Regions from separate parts of the Mus musculus genome. Here regions 2, 3, 4, 5, 6 and 7 are each linked to region 1. A link is a contact called in public HiCAR-type and promoter capture Hi-C data. All regions are on one chromosome and are shown on one strand. Each heading gives the region's core, a stretch centred on a gene start, on an enhancer-like site or on the middle of the called end of the contact. The rest is flanking DNA. Distances are from core to core; before and after follow the strand shown.

Evidence for each region. Promoter capture Hi-C pulls out the DNA fragments that hold promoters and counts their contacts. HiCAR-type assays count read pairs that join an accessible place to other places. Capture Hi-C pulls out chosen DNA fragments and counts their contacts.
Region 2: a contact with region 1 is called in a promoter capture Hi-C map of adipose tissue, with 2.8 times the contacts expected there. The contact joins the promoter of Zfp54 here to the promoter of Zfp40 in region 1. A contact is called at or near these places in 2 of 39 promoter capture datasets (liver and pre-B cells) and 1 of 9 other capture datasets (adipose tissue).
Region 3: a promoter capture Hi-C map of adipose tissue shows a contact between it and region 1, with 4 times the contacts expected there. The contact joins the promoter of Zfp51 here to the promoter of Zfp40 in region 1. A contact is called at or near these places in 1 of 39 promoter capture datasets (hippocampal neurons), 1 of 115 datasets of contacts at active chromatin or transcription factors (astrocytes) and 2 of 9 other capture datasets (adipose tissue and liver).
Region 4: a contact with region 1 is called in a promoter capture Hi-C map of adipose tissue, with 3 times the contacts expected there. The contact joins the promoter of Zfp53 here to the promoter of Zfp40 in region 1. A contact is called at or near these places in 1 of 39 promoter capture datasets (pre-B cells) and 1 of 9 other capture datasets (adipose tissue).
Region 5: a HiCAR-type map of astrocytes shows a contact between it and region 1, with 6 times the contacts expected there. The contact joins the promoter of Zfp983 here to the promoter of Zfp40 in region 1. A contact is called at or near these places in 2 of 39 promoter capture datasets (the C10 cell line and hippocampal neurons), 1 of 115 datasets of contacts at active chromatin or transcription factors (astrocytes) and 1 of 9 other capture datasets (adipose tissue).
Region 6: a HiCAR-type map of astrocytes shows a contact between it and region 1, with 9 times the contacts expected there. The contact joins the promoter of Zfp995 here to the promoter of Zfp40 in region 1. A contact is called at or near these places in 1 of 39 promoter capture datasets (hippocampal neurons), 1 of 115 datasets of contacts at active chromatin or transcription factors (astrocytes) and 1 of 9 other capture datasets (adipose tissue).
Region 7: a contact with region 1 is called in a promoter capture Hi-C map of hippocampal neurons, with 16 times the contacts expected there. The contact joins the promoter of Zfp942 here to the promoter of Zfp40 in region 1. A contact is called at or near these places in 8 of 39 promoter capture datasets (the 3T3-L1 cell line, 3T3-L1-derived adipocytes, the C10 cell line and 3 more), 1 of 484 Hi-C or Micro-C datasets (B cells), 1 of 115 datasets of contacts at active chromatin or transcription factors (astrocytes) and 2 of 9 other capture datasets (liver and pancreatic islet).

Annotation. Positions count from the first base shown.
Region 1 is chr17:23,191,556-23,195,005 of GRCm38.p6, reverse strand. It overlaps Zfp40 (zinc finger protein 40), which reads left to right and starts at 1,778. Exons shown (of 6, transcript NM_009555.2): 1 at 1,778-1,931; 2 at 3,204-3,329.
Region 2 is chr17:21,421,339-21,424,788 of GRCm38.p6, reverse strand. It overlaps Zfp54 (zinc finger protein 54), which reads right to left and starts at 1,545. Exons shown (of 5, transcript NM_001379357.1): 1 at 1,472-1,545.
Region 3 is chr17:21,448,807-21,452,256 of GRCm38.p6, reverse strand. It overlaps Zfp51 (zinc finger protein 51), which reads right to left and starts at 1,883. Exons shown (of 5, transcript NM_009558.4): 1 at 1,836-1,883.
Region 4 is chr17:21,487,052-21,490,501 of GRCm38.p6, reverse strand. It overlaps Zfp53 (zinc finger protein 53), which reads right to left and starts at 1,514. Exons shown (of 5, transcript NM_013843.3): 1 at 1,237-1,514.
Region 5 is chr17:21,649,088-21,652,537 of GRCm38.p6, reverse strand. Zfp983 (zinc finger protein 983) reads right to left here and starts at 1,927. Exons shown (of 7, transcript NM_001357098.1): 1 at 1,666-1,927; 2 at 593-735; 3 at 193-271.
Region 6 is chr17:21,908,314-21,911,763 of GRCm38.p6, reverse strand. Zfp995 (zinc finger protein 995) reads left to right here and starts at 1,838. Exons shown (of 5, transcript NM_001256493.1): 1 at 1,838-2,210.
Region 7 is chr17:21,960,789-21,964,238 of GRCm38.p6, reverse strand. Zfp942 (zinc finger protein 942) reads left to right here and starts at 1,775. Exons shown (of 6, transcript NM_001199048.1): 1 at 1,775-1,983. It overlaps Zfp943 (zinc finger prtoein 943), which reads right to left and starts at 1,680. Exons shown (of 4, transcript NM_001025373.2): 1 at 1,420-1,680. It also overlaps the pseudogene Gm7805.

The DNA of each region.
Region 1 (3,450 bases), core at 529-3,028:
AGTACAGATTGATGTGATATCTACGATGACGATGATGGTGATGTCCCTTTCACATGATATATTTCACTTAGTGCACCCTCTCATTCTGAACTTCATTTCAATCCTAGATCATTCTTCTAACAATTCTCTCTCTCTCTCTCTCTCTCTCTCTCTCTCTCTCTCTCTGTCTCTCTCCCTCCCTCCCTCCCTCCCTCCCTCCTTCCTTCCCCCTGTTGAGAATTAGCAAAACGGCAAAGTCACCATCATGTGGAGAAAGCCGTAGTGTGCAATATGATATGAATTCAGTTCTAGTTTGTTAGTTGGGCTAACTGACCATCAACTTCCTGAGACATCTATTTCCTTTCAAAATCCCGAGTTCTTCAAATGTCTTCCCCCAAGTTAAAATTTTAGATGTTTGGCTGGTAATAGTGAAGGTCTGTGAGAGAAGGATGCAGATGGCTTTTCAGTGTCACTCCAATTTGCATAGTTATGAAAATAATTACCCAGCTTCCCAGTAAAGCTCTCCAGATTGAGTTGTTAATGTCTAAAATTTAAATTATTTCATATAAGTGTTGGATGCACAGTTTAAATTTCACTTCTGCCTTTAAACAGTGCTACTTGTGTATTTTCTTTTAATTCATCATTTCCTTTGACTGAGACATCCCGCTCCCGTACTTTGTCTTCAAGCCTGATATTCTGTCTCCTACCTGTTCTGAGTTATTATTAGACATTGCAGTTTTGATTTCTTGCTTCACTTCAGTTTGGACTTTTTCGATGTTTCTAGCTACTTATTGAATTCAATCTTCATATCTTAAGTCGTCCTCATTTCCATCAGCATTTGCTATCTGCCCCCTCCCCCCAACAAATCATTTTGTTCCTGTCTTTTTTTAGTTCATTTACATGCTCAACCTGCTTTGTTCTCCTTGAATTTGACTCTTGGTTTTTGAGCTATGTATCTTTAAGATACCACTTACAGTGTTTTCCTTAAAGGACACAGCTATAGTTTTTTTTTGTTTTGTTTTGTTTTGTTTTGGGTTTTTTGTTTGTTTGTTTGTTTGTTTGTTTGTCTGTTTTAGGTCAAGGGCATTTTAACCTTAGGTTTACTATAATGTTGGGAGCGGAACAAAAGTCAGAATTTAGGGTGTCGGCTGATTCCTTTTTGCTGTAGTCCAGAAGGCTAGTATCTCAAGATGAAAAGTTAGGCAGAATAACTTCTATCTGAAGACTTCAGAAGCCACGGTCTGGGTCAGACCTGGGTGCAGCGGACTAGATCCAGTTCTGGTCTAGCTGTCAGCAAGCCTGGTAGGTGGGTGGGTGGGACTGTGCTGAGCGTGTGCAGCGCAGCCTGACAGCTAGAGCTGTGTGACAGGCTGTCCAATACTGACTAGGAGGGACCTGCCTCCGCGGAGCGGGGATACTCGCCTGATCAGAAGGCGAGGAAGTTTTTAAAAACGAAAACAATCGGATAGACTTGGAAAAAAAGAAAGAAAGAAAGAAAGAAAGAAAGAAAGAAAGAAAGAAAGAAAGAAAGAAAGAAAGAAAGAAAGAAAGAAAGAAAGAAAGAAAGAAAGAAAGAAAGAAAGAAAGAAAGAAAGAAAGAAAGAAAGAAAGAAAGAAAGAAAGAAAGAAAGAAAGAGAAGAGCTTGGGAGGGGTGGGCTTACAAAAAAAAAAAAAAAAAAAAAAAAAACCCTCACGTAACCGGAACCAGCGTGTGGTGGGCGGAGCTAGGGCGGTGCTCCAAGGAGCCTGCACAGAGTGACAGAAAAATTCACCATTCACTGAGGGACCGGGGAAGCTGCGAGGTCCGGAATCCGGGGTGGAGGACACGGGCTTCTCTAGGAGGGCGTGAAAATTCCAGGCATCCACAGGTGCCGCGAGAGGAGTCCTGAGAAAGTCATTAGTCAACAGCGCTGTAGCTTGAGCCTCAGCCCGGCAGCCATAGAACGCCCAGGTCAGAGGAGCCGCGGGGCTGGGAAACGGGCGGGAGCAAGGGTGGAGGCTGCTCAAAGGAAGCCGCTCTCACAATTCTGTAGTAGATAATCTTTTAACCATGGATAGCCTACCATTGTCGGGAAGATTGAAATCATATGAACAGGGGTTTATCGTCATTTTTGCATTTATCTTATGCTGGCCAGAATATTTTCATAAAATAATCTGCTAGAGCATTTGCATCATCTGTTGTCTGCAAGCAGGCTTCTCATTGCTTTGTAATAGTTACAAAGCTGCTGGAATTTAAATTCATGCATGCTTTTTTCTAACTTCTGTGTTCTACTACTTGCCTATTTCAGAGATTGTCCTTTGCCCCTGGGACTAAGCACAGCAGAAAGCTTTGTAGATACTAGTCGCATGAAGAACCAGTGCAGATTTGATAGAATCAGAATATACACTGTGACAGAGCAAAACAGTGTAGCGGTTCCTCCATCTTGTTGTATTCCTGCTGAGACCGTTTCCAGGGTTAACTAAAAAATTATTTTCTTGATGGAGAATCCCATGAAAAAAACGACCCAACTCTATTCTAGGTCAGGATGTCCTAGCTAACCTACCATACTTAGCCATTGATTAAAGTTTTTGAGTAACCTCTTCCAGTCAACCTTAGATCCTAGCTGCTGGTGTGCTGGAACCTCCCATCAGGATGGCTAACCTCCTATTTTAGCTACTGTTAAAAACTGCTTGCTTCAAACTACTTACTCTGCAGAATGGCCCCAGCAGCTGCTATGCAAGATGCCTGGATGAGGTCCCTGCCCTTAAAACCCCTATGTTTTGGACATTCACAGAAACACTTAGGTCCCTGAACACTTGGGTGTGGTCTCAACCGGCTGGAATAAAGACTTTGAGTGGGCTATAAACTGTTTGAGTGGTCATCTCTGGCCAGCTACCCATAGCAGTACTTTATTAAATGCCAAAGTTACTGCTGTAAACATTAATGTTTACTAAGCAAATTTTACTCCCTGTTAATTTTCTGTCTTGAGATGTAAGCACTCTATAAATACAGTATTTGGAGTGTAAATACACAATTCAGAAATGTGTAATCATGATTTTATAGTCAGCAAACTCAGTTTAGATTAAAACTAAAATTAGAAAGCATCGTTTCAATAATTGTATTCGCTCACTGGAATCAGAGTAATGAATGACTCCTTGTTTCACAAAAAGCACTCTGCCCTTGCACATGTGGCCAAACTGTTGTCTGCTTTTTGTCACTGTTTGTTTTACTTTTTTATTTAAGGATCTGTTGATCTTCAAGGCTGTGAAGGTGGACTTGGTGCAGGAGGAATGTGAAGGCCTAGACCTTACTCACGGGGCTTTTACAGAGATCTCCAGTTGGAGAAGTATAGCAGTCTGGTTTCTCTAGGTGAGAATAGTTTTCTTGCAGTCTTCCTTGTTCTTCCTCAAGGTGCTGGGAAAACTACACTATGTGTGTGATTAGTCTTACATCTCACAGAGTAAAGTGAAATCCTTAGAGAACGACAGGC
Region 2 (3,450 bases), core at 296-2,795, 1.8 Mb after region 1:
TGGATCCTTAGCTACTGTCTCCTCCCTGTCCACCTTCCAGGTCTGTGTTCTGTTCCACAGGTGAGCTGATCTGGATGATCAGTGAGCCTGTACTTGGATTCCTAGCACAGTACTGTGCTCAGTCAATAAAGAGGAACAAAACTGAAGACTGTACAATGATCCCCCAAATGCCATTCAGTGTCAGAATATTGAAAAATATTTAGAAAACATTTTCAGTTAGTCTAGCGTGAACCTCACTTCCAATCACAGCTTCTTGAAAACTTATGGGTAGAAATGAAACTGGATGATTGGAATGAGAATAATATACACTAATAAAGTTCTGAACTTATCATGAACTGAAAATGATGGAAGCCTTTGTAGCTTGATCATGGACTTTTTTTTTCTCTCTCTCTCTCTTTCTCTTTAGGACAGCAGCTTGGCCACTTTCTGACCCAAGGGGCTGGAAATGGCAGTTATGGCCCTAAGAGAAACCTGGGGATGATGCTGGGGTAGGAGGGGAGGCTAGTCATTTCAGTGCCTCCAGGGCCTTAAAACCTGGAAATCCCTTCATTACTCAGTGTTAACAGATTACATTGTTCCAGCTTTAATGACCAAGCAATACTTCAGGACCCACTGTTCTTTTCCAGTACGTCATTTCACATGCTCCAAAGACACTATAAACACCCATCCCTCTGCCTAGCCTTCCAACTCTCTTCCCTTTCAGAGTAGCTGCCATTCTGTTTATCTGCAATATATCTCTTGCACGATGTTTGTTGTGTGGTGTGACTTTGTTGTATTGCTTTTGCTCCTGACTGCAAAGATGCCCTTGCTCTTAAAAATTCCTTACATGTTCCTTTCATTACTGATAGTTAAAACCTCTCCGTAGGTGCCAAGTTCCCAGGTATACAAAGAAATTAGTGTGGACTAATGTAAATTTCAGGAGCGTTGTCCTTTCTATCATAGCAAAATAACAAGAACAAAACAAAAACAACAACCAAACCAAACACGTTTGCCAATATTAACAGATAGTTTCAAATACTCCACTAGAGTACTTCTATAAGAAAAATTTGCCAAGAGAATAAATGGAAAAAAAATCAGTATTCATCAACTTAGTATGGTCTAAAATCTATGGGCAAGGGCAAGACATGAAGAGCAGAATTTTGAGAGCTGTCATTTTTATGAGTAGCCGAGGAAATATCTCACCCCTGTCTGATTCCTTCCCTTTCCCAGCCCCTTAGCTCCTCTAACCTGGTAGGTTACAGCCCTCCCCCACTGGGCTGTGGTTCCACCGGTTGGGCTGCTGCCTGCTGACTCTCCCAGGATGCCCCGCGCGGCACCTGAGGCTCAGGGTAGTTTTTTGCGTCCCCTTGAAACCCTTCTTGTATCCTCTGACTCCAGGTCTGCATCACAAGATTCTCCACGGTGCATGCCAGCGAGTTCCTCGAGGAAGACGTCCTTGCCACTTTTGGGTTTGGCTCCTCAGTCAACTTACCTAGGTTCACTAAAGAACAGTCCCAGCTATCACGCCACTCCTCTAATCCCAGCTCCATTCAACACACTTCCTCCACACAACACACTTCCTCCACACCCATATACTGTCCCCAACGGCTGTTTCCGGTGAGTGGCCCCACCCCCCCGGAGACAGGTCCCTCCCTATCAGTCTCAGGCTGCGGTCCACACAGTTCCAGCTGTCAAGCTTCTCTGAACCCGCTCTCCACAGACTCCCCACAAGTTTGCTGTCAGCGTAGACTAGAACTGGATCTGACAGGACGCTGCACCCGGATATCTGACCACCATACTGAGTTCTGAACCCTTCAGATAAAAGATAGCCTTACACCTCGACTTGACTACCAGCCCGTGAGCGACAAACTTATCCCAAACAATCCCAACACACAAAAATGACAAGTCAAAACCAAATCCTGAAAATTTGACTTGCGGAGAGACATTTAAAGAACTTGGATTTTGAAAAGAAATAGGTGTCTCAAGAAGTCAGTGAATTTATCTTGAGCTGCATGGCTTTCACCACTAGATGGTGGTCTTGCCATTTTCCTAATTCAGAGAGGAGTTTGTCTTCTGTGACTCAAGATAAAAGTGCTTTGAGATAAAACAGACTGTACTAACCCAGCATAATCCCAAAGAATAAACTAAACATTTTCTCTCCTGCCCACGAATAAGCTTAGTCTTCACCCCTTATCAAGAAACTTTTCTCTACTACAGAGACCACTGTAAAAAACTACAGTAATCACAATGCAGAGTTGTGATCATTATGGGGTAGGTCATTATGAATGTTTTGTCTACATTGCCCACTATAATAACTATGATCACCTTGTCTCTGGTGATTCGATGCTGCCACCTGGCCTTTGTTACCTTGGGGCAAAATTAAATCCATTACATTTAATTCATTCAATTGAGTAGCAGTATCTCCAACCCTAAGGTCTGGCACAAGGAAAAGGGCAAGAACAAAACTCTTCAAATGTGCTGTTGCCCCTCTCGCCAGTTTTTGTCCAGAGATACTAAGAGCAACAAGCCAGGCAAATCAGTTTTCTTATTTCCCTCCAAATTGTAGAAAACTTCGTGTACAGGGTCACCTAATTCACACCAGTCACAGTTGATGAATCAAGATAATCAAAGGCATTTGCATATAGTTTCCACCACTGGCCTCCTATATTCTCCAAGCTCCCAGGGGAGAAAGTATCTGGAGAAATTTCAGGAGTTGAAGGTGCCTAGTGAATTAGAAGATGCTGACAAATTATTAAACGGATTCCAGATTCTTAAGACATTCATTCTTATACTTCTGCTCCTCTAGAACCAATCCTGGTACCAACTTGTGTCTTAGTTAGGATTCTCTAGAGTCACATAACTTATGGAATATCTCTATATACATTAAGGGGATTTATTGTAATGACTTACAGTCTGTAGTCCAACTAACCCAACAATGGGAAGCTGTGAATGGGAAGTCCAAGATTCTAATAGTTGCTCAGTCCCATGAAGCTAGTTGTTTAAGCTGGTCTTCTATGGAAGTAGGTTTCAACAGATATGCTGGTGAGTGGTTGAAGAAGAGTGAATCTTCCTTCTTCCAGTGTCCTTATGTAGCCCTCTAGTAGAAGGTGTGGCCCAGATTAAAGGTGTGTACTACCACGCCTGGATCTGGGACTTGCTTTGTTCCAGGCCTAGAACTCTGCCTGCTTCAGTGTCCTGGAATTAAAGGTGGATACTACCTTGCCTGGACCTAAGATTTTCATGGCCACTATGCCTCAAGATCTCCATTTTGAAGATCCAGGTCAGAAACCTGTCTTCCAGCTTCAAGATCTGGATCACAGGTGTGCATTCCATTTCTGAATTGTAGCTCATTCCAGATGTAATCAAGTTGACAACCAGAAATAGCCATCACAGAGGTCAAACATGGCCCTGGGATGGAGAAAAAGAGAATAAATTTTTGCAACTAGGCCAGCACCTCGTCATCTAGGGCTC
Region 3 (3,450 bases), core at 634-3,133, 1.7 Mb after region 1:
TGACTGGGATGAGAATATTACACACTAGTGAGGTTCCAAATTTATCCTGGACTAAAAATGATGGAAGTCCTATTCTCCCAAAGGAGCTAATGCTTGCAGAGGACTTGCCACAAAACCCTGAGGAGTGAAAGTACAGTCCTGAGGAGATTTTTCTCAGTGAAAGGCGGCTGAAGCAAACTATTCTCACCCACACAAACCAGAATACTGTAATTCTACAACCTCCAGTCTCTGTACAAAGCACTCCCAGCATGGTGCTGACACTGCCCCTCTTTCTGGCAGAAGTCCACAGTCACACTGGTGGCCGTGAACTGACCACAAAATACAAAACAACAGTTTGAATAGTGGTCCTGGTGCACACCTTTAACGCTAGCACTCAGGAAACAGAGTCAGGTGTAACTCAGTGACTTCCAGTCCAGCCTAGTCTACATGACAGGATGAGTTCTGGGCCAGACAGAGGGACACAATGGGTTCAAGCCACAGACAAAACAAACACAGGAACTAAGCCAAACTAAACCAAACCAAACCAAAAAACAGTTTGTGTTCATGGACAAAGTGGTTTTCTAGAACTAAGGAGACAAAATACTTTTGCTGTCTTTTTTCTGATATAGAAGAGCTAAAGTAATTATTTGAAAGATGATTTATAGTACCATCATATACAATATAATACCTTTTCTGTTTTATTTCTTTTTTCCTTTTCCTTCTCCCTCTTCCCACTGACATTTCTCTGTGGTTCTAGCTGTCCTTAAACTCCCTTTATGTACCAGGGTGGCAAGGAACTCCCAGATCCAATTGCCTCAGTTTCCTAAGTGTAGGCATTAAAGGCTTGTGATTAAAGGATTAAAGGGTTATAGGATACAGGGATTAAAGGATTAAAAACTGGTTTATAATGTCCTTTCTAACTGTGAACTGTAGCAGATGTGCAACTTGGTTATCATGTTGGTCCCCTAACAACTGGAGCAGAGGCTGTCTCTGACTCTGTTGACTGCCTTTGGATCCCCTTTCCCTAACTGGGCTGCCTTGTCTAGCCTCAATAGCCTCAGTGCAGTGCCTAATCCCACTGCATCTTGATATGCCAAGGAGGGTGGATATCCACAGGAGGCTTTCCCTTCTCTGAGGATAAAGAGAGGAAGGTGTAGGATAGGGGGAGGAAGGTAGTGGAGGAGTGAGAGACTAGAAGGAGAGGAAGAAGTGATGACAATCACTTCTAGTTATATTTACAACTATATCTACGAAACTCGCAACAAATATACGCTGAGATTCAGTTACATTTCCAGCCATTCCTTTCATGAGTAATAGCTAAAAGCTCTCTGGGGATGTTAAGTCACCAAGTATGTCCTGGGTATAACAGTGGAGTTAGCATGGATGTAAGTAAATTTAAAGAGCTTTATCCTTTATCTCAACAAAGAGAACTGGTTTGCAAACTTCAGTAGATAAACTAAAATATTCTACTATTCTACTATTTTGAATATTTTGGCAATCATTTGGTCAATGAAAAACACATCAGGATTATTTCAGTTTATATGCACTAAAATATATCGAGCCAGCTTACTTATGAACACCAGAAAAACTGATCACGCCCTGCTCTCTTCCGGCCCCTTCCCAGCCCCGTAGCTCCTTTGACTTGGGAGGTTTCTGAGCTATGGTTCCAGCTGCTGTGCTGCTGACTCTCCCAAGATGCCCCGCGCGGCACACGGCTGGCCGGCGTTTTACCTTCCCCTAAATTCCTCCCCGTTCTGCTATCCCAGGTCTACACTACGCGATTCCCTACGGTGCAGGGCCGTGAGCTCTGGACGTGAACAGGTCGTTAACACTTTTGGCTTTGGTTCTCAACTTACCTGGCTTCACTCACCTAGTTTCCCAGCTTCCGCTCACGTCACTCCTCTAACTCCTCCCACTCAACACTTTTCTACACTTCCTGGTAACGTCCAATGTGCTTGCACCCTCCGTTTCCGGGTGAGTGGCCCTGCCCCGCGGAGACCCGTCCCTCCCACTTTGTCTCTGGCTGCCTTCCACACAGGCCCAGCTGTCAGCTCGCCCAGCCTCCCCTCATGCTTGCTGCTAGCTAGACCAGAAGTGGATCTGGTAGGACTTTGCACCCCGATATCTGACCCCCATAGTGAGTTCAGAACCATTTAGATAAATGACCGGAAGCCTAACACCTCCTGGACTTCCAGCCGCTGGAATACATACTTTGTACCAAACAACAACAACACAGGCTAAATTCAGAAGCCCAAGTCCCATCCCCAAAACACAAACATGAGAAGCCAAAAGCAAATCCTAAAATTTTGACTTGGGAGAGACTTTTAAAGAACTTGGAATTTGAAAAGAAATAGGTGTCTCAAGAATTCAGTGGCTCTTTGCTATCCGCCCAGGGCCGAATTCATCCTGTGCTGTACTGATGTTACCACTAGATGGCGGTCTGTCATTTTACTAACTCAGAAAGGAGTTAGTCTTGTGATTTATGCTTAAAGTGAGAAAAACCAATTCTTTCTTTCTTTCTTTCTTTCTTTCTTTCTTTCTTTCTTTCTTTCTTTCTTTCTTTCTTTCTTTCTTTCTTTCTTTCTTCCTTCCTTCCTTCCTTCCTTCCTTCCTTCCTTCTCTCCTCCCTTCCTTCCACCCCTCTATTTATTTATTTATTTATTTATCTATTTATCTCTTTCTCTCTTCCTCCCTCCCTCCCTCCCTCCCTTTTTTCTGGAGTGTTGAATGCAGAGACCTTAACTTGCACAGATGCAAAAAATAAGGTATATGGTTCTAGTCTTAATATAGTCAGTTACTAGTTAGTTCATCTAGCTTGGTGAACACCAAAGAAGAGGTGGTTAGGATATAAGAAGGAAAAGAGGAGAGGATGGGCTAAGACACACTATTCTCTAGACTCCATACAATTATTGTAATCAGTAACCAACAGCAGCTGTCTTTATGTTCACTGGCCTCACACAAGACCACAGTCATTCTAGGAACTGGAACAGCTCACTTTACCTCCCAGAGGTTGGCTATGGATAGATTGTAGGAGAATAATCACTACCTTTAGTTGTCATCTTGTGCTGAGCACATCAGGCTCCAACACATAGCTCCTATCTTACTGGGTCCCTGGCAATATGAATAGAGATGAACACAATCGAGAGGTTTGTTGGAATTGTAAATCAGAAGAGCAGAGTTTTAGGAGTGGAATATGTACTTTATATCAAAAGTATACCAAAATATTGGGCAATACTTGATGTGGACATACAAATGCAATATGCAAGTGTGAAATAGCTAATAATAGAAAACTTGGGGGAGGTCATTCATTCACTCACTCATTCATTTGAGAAAGGTTTTCTTTGTGTAACACAATTATTAATGAAGTGTGCTACCATGCCCAGTTCAAAAAACATTTTTTTAAAAGAAACATATTTATTTCTTTTACATGAGTGCTCTATCTACATGTACACCTGCATACCAGGAGAGGGC
Region 4 (3,450 bases), core at 265-2,764, 1.7 Mb after region 1:
CATAACAGTTTAGTCATGTGTCCATGGGCAGAATGCTTTTCTTGAACCATTAACAAAACAAGATTGCAGATATTTTCTGATGTAGATGAGTTATAATTATTCACAAGATTATTTCTAATATTGTCATATACTATAATTAATGCCTTTTAATTTTGTTTCATTCTCTCTGTCTCTTTCTTTTTGCTGCAAAACTGGGTTTCTCTGTGCAGCCTTGGGTTTCCTTAAACTCATTCTGTAGACCAGGCTGGCAAAGAACTCCACCTGCCTCTGCCTCTGGAGTGTTGGGAATATAGGTGTGTACCACCACCAAATGCTGTCTAACTGTGAAAACCCTGTAGCCTGATTCCCTCAAACAGCATACTGTGATTTTCCAGGCTCTAATTTGCAACATTAAGAACTCAGAAGAAGACAAAAAAAAATTTTTTTTGTCTGACTTGCCTGCCTTCCTTACTTTTTTTCTCTCCTTCCCTCCCTCTTATCCATCCTTCCTTCTTCCTTCCCCTTGTTTGTCTTGTTGTTGTATTTATATTTAAGTTTTTGGAGACAGGGTCTCACAATGTAGCTGTGGTAGTCCTGGAACTCACGATGTAGATCAGGTTGGCCTACAAACTCAGTGAGATCCATCTGTCTTTGTCTCCTGACTGCTGAGATAAAAGATGAGTGTCACCAAGCCTGGCGGCACCCTTTTCACAACGCTATATTTACATCACAGAGTGAATACACAGAGTTTTAGATGAAAAATTAATGGTGGATAAAACGTTGACTTTTAAAAGTTAATGTTTACATCCATACCTGTGGAACTCACAACAAATTGTACTCTTAATTAAATTTGCAGGTGTTCCTTTCATGACTAATATCTAGAAGCTTTCATGGAATCATAGTCCCTAGGTCCATATGCCACTCTCTTGAATAAGGAAGTGGTAGCACACGGAAGTTAGTATGGATAATCGAAAATCTCAAGAGCTTTGTCCTTTCCACCATAGCAAAGAGAACCGCGTTTGCAAATATCAACCGATAAATTTAAATGTTCTACTAGGTTATTCGTAGGAGAATATGTGGAGGGTAGAAGATCAATTAAAAATAGCACTATTCAGTCAATATTATTGAAAAATGTATCGACGAGGGTAAGACATCCAACAGCACAGTTTTGAGAGCTGTCATCTTTATGAGTTGCGGAGACATTGATCATGCTCTGCTCCACTCCCGCCCGTTCTGCAGCCCCGCAGCTCCTCTGACCTGGAAGGTTCCAGGGCCGCCAGGCTGCTGTTCCCGCCGCGGCGCTGCTGACTCTCCCAGGACGCCCCGCCTGGCACCTGTAGCTTTGGGGGTTCACGGGTCCCGCGAGACCCCGGCCGTGTGCTCTGCAGGCAAGTCTGCACCACGCGACTCCACACAGTGCAGACCCTAGGCCGGAAACGCGTTCTTAACACTTTAGGCTCTGACTATTTAGCCTCAATTCCTTAGGCTCACACACATTGCATCTCAGTATCCCTGCTGGTCACTCCTCTAAACTCGCCCACTCCACACCCTTCCTCTACACCCAGCCAATGTGTAACATCCTCCCATCCTCTGCTTCCGGGTGAGTGGCTCCGCCCCACGGAAATCAGTCCCTCCCACTCGGTCTCAGGCTTCCTCCCACAGATCCAGCTGTAAGGCTGACCTGGCCTTGATCTGCACGGTCTTCCCACCTGCTTGTTGCGAGCCTGGACCAGAACTGGATCTGATATGACGCAGCATCCCGGTATCTGACCCCCATAGTGAGTTCTGAACCCGTCAGATACAAAATAGGCATCCTAACACCCCCATTGGACTATGAGCCTCTGGGCCATATAATATATACCAAAGAGCAAAACAGGCTAAATTCAGATGCCAGAATGCCATCTATTAAAATGCAAACGTGAGAACTCAAAACCATATACTGCAATTTTGATTTGGGGAGAGACTTTTCAGGAACGTGGAACATAGTCTTCGTTTTAAAATAAAGAAAAATCCTACCTGATAAACAGCTTAAAGGAAGAAGCCATTGAAAAGTCCTACCCGCCTATGATGTCTATGAACCACATCAGTGGTCCCCAGTTACCTTTGCATAATTTTAGTTTAATATAAATTGCGGTGTTTTAAGATTTAAACTTCATTAAAAGCTTTTGCAAGTTTCTTAACTTTATGTTTCCATTACTTACACAGTTGTGATTTGTAAGTAGACCTCTGGGGAGTTAACATTTTCTTATACTATAATTGCATGGATTTTCAGAAAAACCAAGATGAAACAAATAATTGAGAAATCAGTAATCAGCTTTAGGGTGCAACTCAGAGTACATGTTTCTGTTTTTAAATATTTTTTCTCAGAAATTGATGAAGAAGAATTTAATGCACTCAGATTCACAATACTTGGGTAAACTAATGTACCATAATGAAGATTACTGTTTTGATGACCCAGACTTTGTAATATTAAAGGCTCCATTTAAAACATCAAAGGCCTTTTCTTTCTTTCCGGGGGGTGGGGGGAAAAAGAGAGAGAGAGAGAGAGAGAGAGAGAGAGATAGAATCACTAGATTCTTCAAAAGTTATTGATGTAAAGCAAATATTCTGCCAGATGTCAGAGTTTCTAGATGATTTGAGGCAGGTCTGCAGTGGACAGCTATTGCTTATTTCTTTCCTCCATTGTCTGAGTTCCACACACTGTTGTGTTTCTTAACTTTCCTTTTACAGTTATTCTCAAGTCAACTCTCTACAATGACTCCTGAGATCATTTACCAGAAGGGTATCAGTGTATCCTCCACTGAGAAGAAAATGAAGGATGTAATATGAATGAATACCTACATATAAGGAAGGCAATTACAGAACAATGCTACTTCATGGACTCACATTAGGTTTATATTTGTAAAAAAAAAAAATTCCAATCTGACATCAGCATAGTCAAGTAAATTTTGTTTTATACTAGTGTTAAGTCACTGTAATTCAGATACAATAAGGTGCAATGTCTTCTAACAGTTACAACAGGCAGGACACCTGTTGTGTCCTGCTCATTCACTTGCCCACCATGGTTGTGGCTATATCATCTCCATGTTTCTGGGCAATCTCATTTGCCTCAGACAGGTGACCAGATCTAACTTGAATGTAATAATCCATGTGTTCTCTGAGGTAGCCCATGACTAATGAAAGAATATTTAGAAAGAACACAAACGTCTATCACAGTACTGTACTCAGTATATGAAGAAAAGACAGAATAGAGAAATCTAAGGAATGATTTTCCAAATTCTATTTTCTGATCAGATCGTCACTATATTTAGGGAGAAATTTCTGTTTGCATATCTTGAATTTTTCCTCACAATTAAAAAGTATGTGAAATGCAATAATGAAATGGAGCTTTAAGGTATGACTGCAGCAGCTACAAAACTTGTGACCTACCATCTGTCCTGCCCACAAGATGGCATGGCAATGGTGGAACAG
Region 5 (3,450 bases), core at 678-3,177, 1.5 Mb after region 1:
TAAATTTTATTTGCCTCCTAGCATTCAATTTTTGTGTAGGAAGAATTGTAGGACAATTCTGAGGTGATTTTGTCTCAGTGGAAGTCTCCAGAATTATTTCTAGTGAAACAGAAAGTGGCAAAACTGATTTCATGTCCCACTTCCACATTCACTTGAATCCCTTGCCATCCTTTCACCAATCCTCCAACATACCTGGATCCTTAGGTACTGTCTCCTCCCTCTCCACCTTCTAGGTTTCCACAGATAAGCAGGTCTGGGTGATCAGTGAACCCTGCACATGAGAAAAAGAGTATTTAGCAAGCACCTTCATTTCTGGCACAGCACTGTGCTCAGGAGATAAAAAGAAAATTCTACGGCGATCCCCCAATTCTCATGCAGTGTCAGAATACTGAAAATATTTAGGAAGCATTTTCAGTTAGTGTAACTTGAACCTCACTTTCAGTCACAGCTCAGTCAAGTCTCAGGGGCACAAATGGAACTGAATGACTGGGATGAGAATATGATACACTAGAGAGGTTCTGAATTTATTATGGACTAAAAAAGGATGGAAGCTTTACACTGTCAAAGATCTCACAATTGCAGAATAACTTGCCTCTTCCTGAGGAGGAACAAGGGAGGCTGGAAGCAAACTGTTCTCACCCACACAAACCAGAGTGCTGAAATTCTGCAACAAGGCCTTCCCAGAAGGGTCCTGACACTGCCTGTTCTTCTGGAAGTCCACAGTCACACCAGTGGCTGAGAAATGACCACAAAATACAAAACAGCAGTTTAAGTCCTTGTCCTGGTGCACACCTTTAGTCCCAAATGTAGGGATTAAAGGCGTGTGCCAATACCACCTGGTTTATAATGCGCAAACTGTGAAAATACTGTGACCTATACCCTCAAATAGCCTACTGTGCCTTTCCAGGTTCTAGGAACTCAGCACAAAAACACGATTTTCTTTTCTTTCTTTCTTTCTTTCTGTCCTTTTGTTTTTTGTTGTTGTTGAGACAGGAGCTCATCATGTAGCTCTGGCTATCCTGACCTCACCAAGCAGACCAGGCTGGTCTCCAACTCTTTGATCTGCCTGCCTCTGTCCTCCCTCCCCCATGCTGGGATTAAAGATGCATGCCAACAAGCCTGGTGCATTTATAGCAGAATATTGCATTTACATCAGGGAGTGCATGTCTCCGAAGGAAAGGTAATGGTGGGTATAGAGTTTACTTTTAAATGTTAATGGTTAAAACCATATCTATGAAACTCGCAAAAAAATATGCTTTTGGATTCAATTACATTTGCAGCCACTCCTTTCATGACTGCTGTCTAAAAGCTCTCAGCAGATGCCAAGTCACCAAGTATGTTCACGGGTATAACAAGGGAGTTAGCATGGATGAATGTAAATTCCAAGAGCTTTGTCCTTTTCACCTAAATAAAGAGAACTGTTTTGCAAGCATCAAAAGATAAATTCAAATATTCTCCTAGACCACTCTACTATGAATATTTTGGCAATCAGGTGAACAATAAAAAACAAATCAGGATTACTTCAGTTCATATGACCTAAAATTGTGTTGACAAGGGAAGAAACCCACAGCAAAACTTCAGAGCTTGCTTCCTTAGGAACAGCAGAGAAACTGATCACAGCCTGGTCCCCTCCCTCCCCTTTCCCAGCCCCTCAGCTTCTCTGACCTGGGAGGATCCAGGGCGGTAGGGAGGCGGGTCCAGCTGCTGCACTGCAGACTTCCCCACCATTCCCCGCGCGGCGCCCACGTCAGCCCCGAGTTTTACCTTCCCCGAAGTCCACCCTGTGTTCTGACCCCAGGTCTGCACCACATGATTCCCCACGGTGCAGGCCTGCTTGCTCTGCACCTGAACAGGTCATTGACACTCAGGCTTTGGCTCTCAGTACAACTACCCAGGCCTCATCAGCCGGTTCCCAGCTTCCGTTTACGTCACCCCCTAACTCCTCCCACTCTGAACACTTTTCTACATCACACACCCGCCTCAACAGGCCACATCCTCACACCCTCTGTTTCCGGGTAAGTGGCCCCGCCTTACGGAGATAGCTCCCTCCCATTCTGTGTCAAGCTGCCTTCCACACAGCTCCAGATGTCAGGCTGAACAGTCTCCCCTCATGCTTGCTGCCAGCCTAGACCAGAAGTGAGAAGTGGACCTGCTAGGAGGCTGTGCACCCAATGTTTGACACACACAGTGAGTTTTGAACCCTTTATATCCAAGATAGCCTGACACCTGGACTTGACAACCAGCCTCTGGGCTACATAGTTCATACCAAACAGCAACAGGCTCTCCCATCCCAACACACAAACATGAGAAGCCAAAATACTGAAATTCTGACTTAGGGAGAGACATTTAAAGAACTTAAGTCAGAGATCTGGTAGCTTTTGCTACCAGCCCAAGGCAGAATTCACCCCGCAGTGTACTGCTTTCACCACAAGAAGGCAGACTTGCCAGTTCACTAACTCAGAAAGACATTAGCCTTCTATGACTCATACTTAAAGTCCTTTGAGAGAAAATATAGAATTTCTTCCTTCTGTCGTTCCTTCCTTCCTTCTTTCCTTCCTTTTTTAATAGAGTGATGGGTGCAGAGACTCTTGACTATCCTGATAGAGAAAATAAGTAAAACTTAAGCCGTCAGCTACACCATCAATCTCTACCTCTGGGGACACCACCAAGGAAGAAGAGGTGGTTAGGAAATAAGAAGGGAAAAAGGAGGGGAAAGGCTAAGACACGACACAGCATTCTCCAGACCATACAACTATTGTAATCAGTAACCAACAGCAGCTGTCTTTATGTGCACTGGCCTCACACAAGACCACAGTCAGTGTAGGTTAGGGAATGGCACACACAACCTCTCAGATGTTGACTATGGATAGATTCATAGATTCTAGAAGAGTGATGTGCCTTTAGCATATCAGGGTCCAGCACACATCAGGCTCCAAACCCACAGTCTCACAAATGGCTCTGGTTCATCTCAGTGGATCACAAGCAATATGAATAGATATGGACACAGTAGAGTGACTGTTGGAATTGTGAACCAGGATAGTGGAGAGGTAGGAGATGAGAGTGGGCAGTATTTGATGTGAGCGCACAAATGCACACACACATTCTGTGTGTATATACATGTATATGTGAGTGTAAAATAGTTAATAATAGAAAGATTGGGAGGATTCATTCATTCATTCATTCAGGACAGGATTTTGCCATGTAAACCTGTTTTTAAAGGCAACAGTTTAAATGATTACATCAGTCTGTAATTTATTGCTTGGTAGCATCAGTATCTTATGGGATTTTTGTTTTTGTTGACTTTGTTGTTGTTTTGCAAGATAAGTTGGCCTTGAATTCACTGAGATGAACCTACTCTGGCTCTAGCATGCTAAGGTTACAGACATGTGCCACCATGCTGGACTCATTATCTGCTTTAGAAAGAGCTAATATCAAGAGTCAGGAGTTGTC
Region 6 (3,450 bases), core at 589-3,088, 1.3 Mb after region 1:
ATAGTCTTCCATTATACAAATGACAAACTGAATAAAAGAAAAAATTCAGGAAAACGACACCTTTCACAATAGCCTCAAAAAATATAAAGTATGTTGGTGTTAACTCTATGCTGTTGAGGTTCTGTGTTTTGCTCATATTGTAATGCTAAATAGTGGCCCAAGGCCTGGTTGCCTCCTAGGGATCAGAGATTCTGCAGAGACTCAAGTGATGTTCTTTATCCTTACCCCCAAAGTGATCACTGATTGGTGAATAAAGATGCCTTCAGCTAATAGTTGGGCAGAAGAGAAATAGGCTTGGTGGGGAGGTGTGTCAGAGAAGAACCCTGGGGAGAAAGAAGGTGGAAGAAGAGGAAGCCACCATGAGCTAAGAGTCTTCGATAATGGCCATGTTGGCTGGCTAATTGGAGTTCAAAGCAACCAAAATAAAACATGGCAAAATATAGTGGGATTAATAGTTGGGAGATAGACATACTAATAGCATAGATGATATATACATTCCTAGTACTAGGGCTGATAAAGGCATATTATGAAGATTGTGTATGTCTTTTACCTTGAAAGTGAATAATCAAAACCTGGGTAGAAACAACAGTTGAGATTATATGTTTTCCACACCACATTGCAAGCAAGTATAAGACATCTATGATAAAAGAATCAAGTTTTTGAAGACAGAAATTAAAGAATATACTAGAATGTGGAAAGATCTCCCAAGCTTGTGGATGAGGAGGATTCACATAGTAAAACTGGCCATCCTACCAAAAGAAAAATATATATTCAATGCATTCCTTACCCAAATACCAGCTTCTGTGTTATAGACCAGAGTGATAAAATGATGTGTCAGACACAAATGCCCTTTCCCTTGAGAATTCAAGTATTATTACGTCCATTTTCCTTACCGTTCTGATTCTGACCACGATTCCCGTCTGCATGGAATTTTAAGTACTATAAACTCACGTCAGAAGGCATTTTATTTTTCCTGGCTATCAAAATTCTGTTGTGCTATCACTGTATTTTTGCTTACATGAACTGGGGCTGACGCTGATGTTTTCATTCATGTTATGGTTGTCAGACTATTTGTAGGAAAATATTTGTGCAAACTATTTGCATTATCTATTTTCTTTGCTATTGTGGCCATGACAAATCTCTTGGAGTTTAACTTTATCAGTGCTTTCCAACTGCCCTGTTGTACACCTTGTTGTTTCCACAGAGTGACCGTTGTCCCTGGAGCTCCCCAGAGAGCTTGCAGAGCACCCTCCCACCATTCTCTGTTCCATCTGTCTTTATCCACATTTTCATCTCAGTGGTCCCTCTTATACTTCATGTATGCTTTGATACATGCTTTGGAAGGAAGCCAAATTTTGGGACTCATTTTTAGTTTTGTGTGTTGGGGTGCAACATAGAAATTGGAATTTATCTCTTAAAGTCTTGTCTCTCTGGCCTCTTCCTCCCTTGTTCCTTCCTCTGCCCTCCATTCCTTTCCACCCTCTCTCCAGGAGGGCAAGGCCAGTCTCCACTTACCTACTCTCTCCTTCTCTCTGTCTTTCTTTGCCTCCATTACTCTCTTAAAGCCCCACCCCATGCCCTAAATAAACTCTACTCTACACAAAAAAAAAAAAAAAAAAAAAAGAATTTAGGGTCTAGGTTATATTTTGCTGTGCGATTGTAGCCTAGGAGGCTAGTGTCCAAAGGTAAGAAGTTAGGCTGCCTCTCTATTATCTGAGGGTTTCAGAACTCACTCTCAGATGTCAAGAGTTCAGCTTCCTATGGAACCAGTTTTTTTCTAGTCTGTCAGCAAGCAGTAGGGAGGTTGTGCAGAGCAGGTCCGCAGGTGGAGCTGTGTGGCAGGAAGCTGATGACTGAGCAGGAGGGAATGGAATCCCCGGGGCAGGGATAAAGGCAAGACCAGGACATTGACCAGAACAGGAAAAAAGCAGTAGTAATTAAGGAGGGGAAAGCTCTTGCTCTCAAACTGATTTGGGGGACCACGTGACCATAACCACGGTTTATTGGGCGGGTCTAGGAGAGCAGCTCCTAAGATCCAGGCCTGAGTGACAGGAACTTCCACCGATCGTCTTTCTACCTTCCGGTTTCCGCATCCTTGCCCTTTCTGGACCCGGAAAAGTCTCCACAGACGCGGTTTTGTGACTGTGGACCTGGGAGAGTCAGCAGCGCAGCGGCGGGCACCGCAGCCCGGCGGCCCCGGAAGGTCCCAGGTCAGAGGAGCTGCGGGGCTGGGAAACGGGAGGGAGCGGAGCAGGGGGATGTTTTCCGCAGCTGCTTTTATGGATGCCGCTCTCACAGTTCTGTTGTAGATATCTTACCACTGACCAGAAGTTTGAGATCCTGTGACCTGGGATTTATCGTGATTTTTTAAAATTTATCTTACAGTTACAGGAATATTCAGTCATAAAATCACTGTTAAACCAGAACACCCTACCCGCCCCAACCCAAGCTCCCTGGGACTAAACCACCAACCAAAGAGTAGACATGCAGGGACCCATGGCTCCAGATGCACTTGTAGCAGAGAATGGCCCTATTGGTCATCACTGGGAGGGGAGCCCCTTGGTCCTGTGCAGGCTCAATGACCCAGGGTAGGGGAATGCTAGGGCGATGAGGTAGAAGTGAGTGTGTAGGTGGGGCAGCACACTCTTAGAGGCAGGGGTAGGGGATAGTGGGTTTGTGGAGGAGAAACTGAGAAAGGGGATAACATTTGAAATGTAAAAATATACCCAATAAAAAAATGGAAAAAAAAAACTTGTAAAAGGGCAGTTGCACCATCTATTTCCTAATGTGCCAATTACAAAGATAGTGGAAAGTGAATTTGTTCTTGCTTTCTTGCTTTGTTTTACTAATTGCTTATTCAAGAGAATGCCTTTGGCCCGGTTAATAGGCATCCCCAGAGAGCTTTGTATATACTATTATATGAGGAACCAGTGCAGATTTATTGAACCAAAAAATATACTTTATCGAGCCCTACTGTTATGGGTGTAAACACTAATATTTACTAAGCAGACATTTTAGTGGCCATGAACTTTTTAATCAGAGTTGTATGCAGTTTAGGATGTAAGTAAAACATTCAGAACTATGTCTTCATATGCTGAGTTCTTATGTTACTCCTTGGGTCCAGGCAAGCCCAATATTGGAGTCTCTTCGACACACTATACATTAAAATAAAGTTTTAGAAAACATCTTTTGAATAATTATGATCACTCCCCTGTATCAGAAAATTGTCTCTTTGGTTGAAGGAAAGCACTCTGCCCTCACATAGGTGGCCAAGCTGTTGTTTTTTACTCTAGGGTTTGTTATCATTCAGTGCTGTGTCAGTGGACTTCTTGTAGGAGAAATGGGAATTCCTAGACCCTGCAAACAGGGCTTTTGGCAGAGATCTCTTTTGGACAGTGCAGCAGTCTGGTTTCTGTGAGTGACAATAATTTTCTTGAAGTCTCTCTAGCT
Region 7 (3,450 bases), core at 526-3,025, 1.2 Mb after region 1:
AATCTTTGGCTGCTTTGGCTAAGAGGAGGCAGCAGGAAGGATTTGCTGCAGCTTTGGGGGATGGAAAGGAGCCTGAAGGTATCTTTTCCAGAGTGGTACAGTACCACTGAAGGCTGCAGTGCTATAGAAACTGTTATAAATAAGACAGGACCAAAAGGACTGTCACCAGTAAGTCTGATTTGTATCTATTACCATTTTAGTAACAGGCCTGAGACGACAGGTGTTTACTCAGTAACACAGCCCCAAATTGTCCAGTAAAGATTGTACAAATAAAGCTTTTGCTGTGTTGAAAGTAAATAAATAAATACATAAATACATTCATGAATGATGCCTCCAAAAAGGAAACTGTGAAGGAAAGAGTAAATATCAGAAATAAAAATGTCCCTTTTAATCTAAAGATTTCATTTAACTATGTGAGATGTGAGTCTCATTCACACATAGCTCAGACACAAAGAGAGTCATTCTCCCAGGAATCCTGAAAAGAAAGCTGGAGAGACTGCAAGAAAACTATTGTCTCCCATAGAAACCAGACTGCTACACTTGTCCAAAGGGAGATCTCTGCAAAAATCCCTGTCAGCAGAGTCTAAGCATTCCCACTCCTACAGGATGTCCACAACCACAGGACTTGATGATAACAAACCCTACAATAAAAAAAAAAAAAAAAAAAAAAAAAAAAAAAAAAGCTTGGCCACATATGTAGGTGCAGAGCGCTTTTCTTCAACCACAGAGATCTTTTTTCTGATACAGGAGAGTGATCGTAGTTGTACAAAAGATGCTTTCTAAAACTTTAATCTATACTGGGTTTTCTAATCATAACAATAGAGTGGTCTGATACACTCACATAGCAATAGTGAGCTTGCCTGGCCCTAAGGTGTACCATAAGAACTCAGCATATGAAGACGCACTTCTGAATGCTTTATTTACATCCGAAACTGCATACAACACTAAAGTCTACTTAGTAAATATTAATGTTTACAATCACAACCATAGCATAACATAAAGTATATTTTCTCGTTCAAAAAAAAAAAGAATCTGTACTGGTTCTTCATATGGTTAGTATAAATACAAAGTTCTATTTAGCGAAGTAAAAGGTATTCTCTTGAATAAGCAATTAGTAAAACACGGGTGTTAGAAACATGAATACATTTACGTCCCGTATGCTTTGTGATTGACACAATAGCAAACAGCAGATAATGCAACTGCTCTATCATTTTTAATGAGTTATTTTACAACTGAATATTCTGATAACTGGAGGATAAATGAAAAAAAAAATCATGATAGACCCCCAGTTCACAGGATCTCAATTTCCCGACAACGGTAAGATAACAGAACTGTGAGAGCGGCATCCATAAAAGCAGCTGCGTAAAACACCCCGCTGCTCCGCTCCCTCCCGTTTCCCAGCCCCGCAGCGCCTCTGACCTGGGACCTTCCGGGGCCACCGGGCTGCGGTGCCCGCCGCTGCGCTGCTGACTCTCCCAGGTCCGCAGCCAGGAAACTGCGTCTGAGGAGCTTTCCGGTTTCCGGAGGAAACTGGGGCCGAAAAACCAGCGCTCAGTTCGAGTACACATGGATTACACAGGTAGCAAGGGGAATGGTGGCTTTTCACGTCATTCTGGCCTGGACATTTGGAGCTGGCGACCTAGAAGAGAACGCAGCTGGACGGACTCTACCAACGTAATTAAGGAAGTGAAAGCGGCGGGCCTGAAGGCGTTAGCGCTGTCACGTGACCGGAACCGTGGTGTCCTGGGCGGGGCTAGGGGAGCCGCTCCAAAGATCGTGGCCAGAGACTGGGAACCGCGTCCCCTTAGGTACCTGTTGGAGCCAAGTTGTCTCTACTCCCACTGCGGGCGACTTACCCTGGCCTGGTTCTTTTCGAAGGCCGTAAACTCTCCTCAGATGCGGTTTCCTGTGCTGACCTGGGAGAGTCAGCCATCAGCCGCGCAGCCGCGGGCACCGCAGCCCGGCGGCCCTGGAACCTTGCAGGTCAGAGGAGCTGCGGGGCTGGGAAATGGGCTGGAGCGGAGCAGGGGCTTGTTTTCTGCAGTTGCTCTTAAGGACGCCGCGCTCACAATTCTGCTGTGGATTTTTATCATTGTCAGGAGGTTTGAGATCCTATGAACTGGGTGTATCGTGGTTTGTTTGTTTGTTTGTTTGTTTGTTTCATTTATCTTATGGTTACCAGAATGGTTTCCGAAAATAGTGTCGTAGAACATTTGCAGTACTGTAGTTTGCACACGGGGTTCTCTTTGTTACAGCAGTTACAAAGCTTCTCGAACTTAGATTTCTTAACTCCCTTGACCCATCATTTGCCTACTCAGGAGAGAGTGGCCTCTGGCCTGGGAAATAGGCATTCCCAGAGAGCTTTGTAGATATTAGTCTTATGAGGAACCAGTACACATTTGAGTGAATCAGAAAATATACATTACGAAGCACCAAAATTATGACTGTAAACATTAAGTTTTACTGACCAAAGTTTTGCTCCCCGTTAGAGTTCCATCTTAGATGCATGCTCTCTTTGATGTAAATACAGCATTCAGACATGTGTCTTCATATGCTTAGTTATTAACATCACACCTTACGGCTGAATGAAAATGAGATGATGACTGTCCAAAGGTGTGGCTGAGGAGAAGGTTAATTGTAGGTCATGATAATGCTCAGATTAGCTGGAGAAAACAAACAAACAAACAATTCCACCATTTGAGTAAGGGTTGTTAAATACTAACCAAGAGATGGACTTTGGTCACATGCTCCAGAGCTTTATAAAGACAAACCTATAGGCCACCATACTTTCCCATGCATGAGGTTTTGCAATTTTCTCAAGAACTAAAACTCCCAGCATTCCAAGAAGGTACCTGGTTCTTGCGAAGGTGGTGCTTACACGGTATTTTTGGGTTTTACAGTATGAACCAGAAAACAACCAGAGGCCACTTGAAGAGTCCAGACTGAACTAGGTATGGGGGTCAGGGAGGGACCAAGAGAAAAACCAGGAGCCAGGAAAGCTTCTAGCCAAAAATGTCGACTTTGATGTGTTAATAGGCACTTAAGTTAGCCATTCCTCTTGTGATATAGTCCAGCCCAGTATGCATGCTGTGAGAGGAAGATGTTTTTATAGATAGAAAAGTCAGTATAGAGTTTTTAAAAATAGGAAAGCATCTTTTGAATAACTGTGATTGCTCACTTACATCAGAAAAATGTCTCCTTAGTTCAAGAAAAGCACTGTGTCCACGCACATGTGACCAAACTATTTTTTTTTGTTTTGTTTTATTTTGTTTTTATTTTTGTTTCATAGTTTGTTGTTAGTAGTTTCTCAGACTTTGGACTTCTTGTAGTTGTGAGAACACCTAGACCCTAGAGTCAGGGCTTTTTTTCACAGACCTGTTAGAGAAGTGCAGCAGCCTTGATTCTGTGGGTCAGAATAGTTTTCTTGTAGTCTTCCTTGCCCCTACTAAG